Linked DNA regions of Sus scrofa: region 1 is linked to region 2. A link is a contact called in public Hi-C data. All regions are on one chromosome and are shown on one strand. Each heading gives the region's core, a stretch centred on a gene start, on an enhancer-like site or on the middle of the called end of the contact. The rest is flanking DNA. Distances are from core to core; before and after follow the strand shown. Region 1 holds the start of FAF1 (FAS-associated factor 1). Region 2 holds the start of TTC39A (tetratricopeptide repeat protein 39A).

Region 1 (2,700 bases), core at 74-2,573, 370 kb before region 2:
TGTCTGCCTATACATAACTGCGGCTTCTAAGTTAATGCCAAAACAAATGGTTAAAAATATCTCATTACAATGTTTTCTTCACCCAAAGGAAAAGGTAGTGTTTACAGGATATTAGTTCTAAATCCAAGTCTTTCATGAAGCACATAGCTCTACTTCCAAAGGGCCTCCCTAAAATACTTATATACCAGTGTCACTAGAGTTGGGTTCGGTAAGGAATTATCTTTGCTTATCATCTATATTCTTAGAGAAAGGACACCAACCAAGTAATTCAAATCTGTAGAGGAAAGGAATCCACACATACAAACTGGTAATTTATTGGACTTGTAAATTCACTGCAAAGATAGTTTGATATACAGTCTATTTGTCTCCTCCTCATCCTCCTACCCCCCAAAAGATTCCAATGTTTATTCCAAAGTTTCAAATGTTTACTTCTCCCTAAAACCACCACAATGCCCCATACCCTCACCATCTCATCATCTTTTACTTTCCCCTTAATACACCACACCCACAACACCACACCCACACTCCATACTGCACACTCTCATAAACAACCTAAAACTCCTCACCCAAAGCACCTCATAATAAGCCCCACAGTTAATACCCTCAAATTCTACACATTCCTCATATAATACAGGAAAAACCACACAATCTACACACAAAATAAGCCAACGTAACACCCCCTCACCCCACAAATCTCATTCATGTCATGTATAACACATCTTACACGCCCCCAATATAACATGAATTACACGTTCCCCAATAGTTCACACCAGACACACACACAGACACACAAACACAGACCTCAAGCCACGCACCGTATAAAAACCCACAACACACACCACTGCAGTGCTCAAACAAATGCTGGGAAGAGACCACCCTTTGGGCACTGGGAACCCACGAGGTTGAAGGTGGGACGGTAACTGGGCCTGATATTTCACCTGAAAATCCGCTAGGATCATCTCCCGGTCCATGTTGGACGCCATGGCGGCCGCCGAGTTCCGCGGCTCCGGGAACGAAGCGCGCACCTGGGAGGGAGACGGCGCCTCCTGCGGCCGTCGCCGCCGCCGCCGCCGCCGCCGGGCTCCGAGGGGCTGGCGGGCTAGCGGACGGACGAGCGGGCGGGCTGGCCGGCGGGCCGGCGGGCGGGGCAGCGCGGGAGGCTAGGCGTTCATGCACTCGGTAACCTTCAGGCGCCTGGGCCGCCCGCCTGCGGCCCGCGGAGCCCGTGCAGCAGCCGCCGGGACGGGGAGGTTGGGAGGGATGTGGGTCCAGGCTTACTGTCGCCGGCCAGGATGAGGGCTGCGACAGCGCGCACCCGGCTCCCTTGAGCGGCGGCAAGAACGGCGGGGGCGGGGAAAGCGAGCGAACCAGCAGGCGGGCGAACGCCACGGCCGCCTCCGCCTCCTCCGCTTCCTCCCTGGCCCACGCCTCCGCCCCTGGTTGGCCAGCGCCAAGGCTGTCGCACATTTTGCCTGTCATCGAGGTCGCAAAGCGCCGCTTTGCGGCTGCCACGTGACTGCCCTCCTGTCAAGCGCTGGGCGCACGACTACCGGGCGGGGATCCGCGCGCTGCGGGCTGGGACGCTGACCTGCAACTGCGGGAGCTCGGAGTCCCGCAACAGGTTATTCCGGTTTGAATTAAGTAAAGGCCTCGGTACCTCCTCCCACTGGCTGGAGCGGGAATCAGATTCTGCGCCTTTACGTGGTTATATAGTCACACAAACATCAAGCCTCTCTCACATACAAATCAACTCTGCACACTGTCACAACTCGTCTAAAAACAGCATTTCATAAATGTACATTTTCTCTAACAAAGTTTCACCTAAATACAACTTCTTGTACAGTCTTTTACGCTCAACCTATCAAAACCCACTTAACACACTGGCGCATTCGACCCAAGTCCCCTGATGATTTGCATCCTCAGACATTCAGTAACAAGGAGTAACAAGTAACCAGACTCCCACGGTGGTCACGGGGCAGATAGGGAAGCCGAGAAAGGTGAGAACATGGACCCCGAGAAAAATATAATCAGGCTTTGAGTCAAGAATAGAACAGATACTGACTCAAAGACTTTGAAAAACTTATGGTTTCCAGATGAGACAGGTTGGAGGGTGGGAGGATGCACTGAGGGTTTGGGATGGAAATGCTATAAAATTTGGTTGTGATGATCGTTGTACAACTATAAATGTAATAAAATCCACTGAGTAATAATAAAAAAAAAAGAATAGCCAGACTATGTACAAGTAAGTGTGATGGTTTGTAATTATCCCGCCTGGAGGAAGAGTGACAATGGAATATGTCCACTTTGACTTGAGAAAATATCATCTTCTGGACTGTAATAGAGCATGTATTTGTCTTGGAAAGTTCGTAAAATCCTCAGAGTGTGAAGAAGATTGCAGATGTTGTGCTGTAGAGATAAAATAGATACAAATGAAATCACCATAGAGAATCAAGGCCTAGGTCTTTGTATTTCCTGAACACAAAAGCACTATGATGTTTAAAGACATAGGTTTATGCGGGTTTTTTTCTTTATATGAAAATACACTCTCATGTGATAATCTGTATTTAGACCAGAATTAGGTAGATAAGGAATAGAACCCTCTATAATCACATGAATTTAAGGGTCTTGGTCAATTGGCATCCCTAAGGAAGTAATTCCAAAACACAGCACCAATGTGACATGAGGTGAAACATAGTACCA
Region 2 (2,700 bases), core at 144-2,643:
CGGGCAGGGAGTGATGGGAAGTGGGCCTGGACCTCTGCCCTTGAGAGCCTTGAACTTTAACCTCTAGGTGATAGAGAACCACGGAAGAGTTTTAAAGCAGAAAAATGACACGGACTGGTTTGTGCTTTAGAAAAGACCAGACGAAAGGATGCCTAGAAAGGGAGAGACAGGAGGAAATGCGAAAGTTGGACACTGCTGCAATAGTCCATGGGGCATGAACAGCTAGCTCTGAGAGACATCAAAAAGATAAAGTCAGCACAACTTGGAGACCAGGGTGGAGGTGAGGGAGGGAGGTGAGAGGGATGACTCCCAGGTTCTGGGCTTGAGCAACTGGGTGGATGACTATGCCATTCACTGACATGGGGATACAGGAGGAGGAACAGGTTTGGATGTGAAGTCTAAGATGTGCAGTCTAATTTGGGGCTTGCCAAGTGCGATGTGCTCATAGGACAGTCAGATGGGGGCATTGGGAGGGCAGTCAGATTGCTCTTCTCCAGGGAGAAGCAGGATGACCTTTAAATATATAAAGGAAAGGAACTGGGGGGGGGGGGTGTCAAAGCTACAAGGAGAGATTAGGGCTGTCCCCTTTTCCTTTTTTCATGGGAACTCATCTGGAGACACCAACTCACTCGGGAGCTGGGGACAGGCGGGGAATTGGAGTTGACACACAGGAAGCAATGACACATCCCTGAAAGGTTGACCTTGGAGGAGCTGTCACACATTTTCACCATGGACGGGCACTGGGACCCAGGATTTCCCTCCGCACTGTTGCCCCAGATGTGGACAATCCCTAGGGCGGAGTGGGGGTTGTTAGCGTGTCTGCCTTCACCTGTCCAGGCACAGGGAGTGCCCATATCTCTGCTCAGGCTGCGCTGGGGAGGACCAGGTGCGTGAGCGGCACTGCTGCGGGGAGATGCAGCTGCCCAAACCTGACTCCCAGCTCGCCCGAGATCCAGCTCACCTGAGCTGCCCTCGCAGGTGGCCCACAAGTTGCGGAAGCGGGTCTCGGAGGGGGCTGGGGTGGGGCCCTACTTCGTCACCCCCACCCCCCGGCCCATAACGCGCGAGCAGGGGACACGTGGCGGGTGAGAGGAGCCGGGCTGCCTCACCCCGGACGCTCCGGCCGTTACCCCGCGCCCAGCAGCGCGCACGCTGCTCTCTCCAGCTGTGTCCCCTCAGCTGCCCCTCGCGTCGGCTGTTCCCCAGCAGCCCTTGTCCCATCCGCGCCTCCCGCCGAGTCCCCGCCCCCGCCTGGTACCTGCGGTCGCTTTTCCCGGAGGCTGCCCTCTTCCAAGCGGTCAGAAAAGCCATGGACGCGGGCCGGACTCGGAGAGGGGCGCGGGCGGCCCCTCGTGGCAGCAGCGGCGGCAGCGGCCGCTTGGGCGGCAGCACCTGGACGGGGTGGGAGGGGCGGGACCTTTGGCTCCGCCCCGCCGCGGTCGAGCACCTCCCTGCCTGGCAAGGGCGTCTGTCCCGGGAGCGGACCTGGGATCCCAAGACAGTCCGCCTTCCGTCCAGAGCCCTTGGGGCTCACTTTAGACACAAGGAGAGACTGAGGCCCACCATGGACCGCCAGGGATCTGTCCCAGGTCACATAAAGGGCCAGTGGCAGCACCAGGACCTGTCCTTCCCCACCCGCCCCCGACTCCCAGTGTAGAGCCCGGCCTCAGTATCTATGGATGGTGGCGTCATCAACGCCCTTCCCTCCTGCCTTGCCAGGGTTGTACCTGATTGGAATCAGGGGCTTGGGACTGGCCTCAAGCGTAGAGCACAGAGGAGGAGGGACAGGCGAGGGGTCAGAAAGATAGAAAAGAGCTGCCTGGGCCTGGGAGTGGAGGCTGCTGGCCAGGCAAGGTACTGGGACATAGCCCTCTTCACAGGCTTCTGGATCCCAGCACCCCTGTGGGAGGAGCATGAGCTCCTCATCTTACCTAGGGTTATGGGCAGTTTTTTTTTGGGGGGGGTCTTTTTAGGGCCTCTCTGGAGGTATATGGAGGTTCCCAGGCTAGGGGTGGAATTGCAGCTGAAGCCGCTGGTCTGCGCCACAGCCCAGCAACGCTGGAGCCAAGCTGCGTCTGCGACTTACACCACAGGTGAAGGCCATGCCTAATACTTAACCCATTGAGCAAGGCCAGGGATCAAAACTGCGTCCCCATGGATGCTAGTCAGACTGGTTTCCACTGAGCTACCATGGGAGCTCCCATTTTAACTTTTTATTTTAAACAACCAGCAAGTAGAAGAATCAGCTGGAGTAAGGTGAGCCCCTAGCTGTGCAGTCCAGCAGGCTCTCCTAGGAGACTCACAAGGAGCAAGAGAACCCCTTGAGTAGGTGTTTGAGAAGGATCACTCCCAGGTCCAGCGTGAAGGATGGATCCAGGGGTCTCTGGAAGCATCTGTGAGGGAGGATGGAGGCTGAATTCAGGGCGGGGCAAGGTGACCAAGGACGATGTCTGTCTCCTTTTGGGCTGGGTCTGTACCCTAGGCTTTGCGAAACACAAATTGTGTGTCTAATAAGTGGTGACTAATTCTAGTGTGACAAGCCCTAAACCAGGTGTTTTACGCACATTCTCATTTAATTTCATCTTACTAAAATACTCCCATTTTACAGTTGATGAAACAGGTTCAGAGGGGTTAACTGACTTCCCTGAGACCAAGCCTAACACCAGATCTGTTAGCCCCATCTGGTGGTTCCTCTCCACC

Evidence for each region. Hi-C and Micro-C count contacts between places; a contact is called where the count stands out from the background.
Region 1: a contact with region 2 is called in a Hi-C map of epiblast stem cells, with 2.2 times the contacts expected there. The contact joins the promoter of FAF1 here to the promoter of TTC39A in region 2. A contact is called at or near these places in 1 of 5 promoter capture datasets (fetal liver) and 1 of 47 Hi-C or Micro-C datasets (epiblast stem cells).

The regions. Positions count from the first base shown.
Region 1 is chr6:161,172,538-161,175,237 of Sscrofa11.1, reverse strand. FAF1 (FAS-associated factor 1) reads right to left here and starts at 1,323. Exons shown (of 19, transcript XM_021097816.1): 1 at 939-1,323. The coding sequence starts at 983.
Region 2 is chr6:160,805,327-160,808,026 of Sscrofa11.1, reverse strand. It overlaps TTC39A (tetratricopeptide repeat protein 39A), which reads right to left and starts at 1,393. Exons shown (of 18, transcript XM_021096670.1): 1 at 1,259-1,393. The coding sequence starts at 1,311.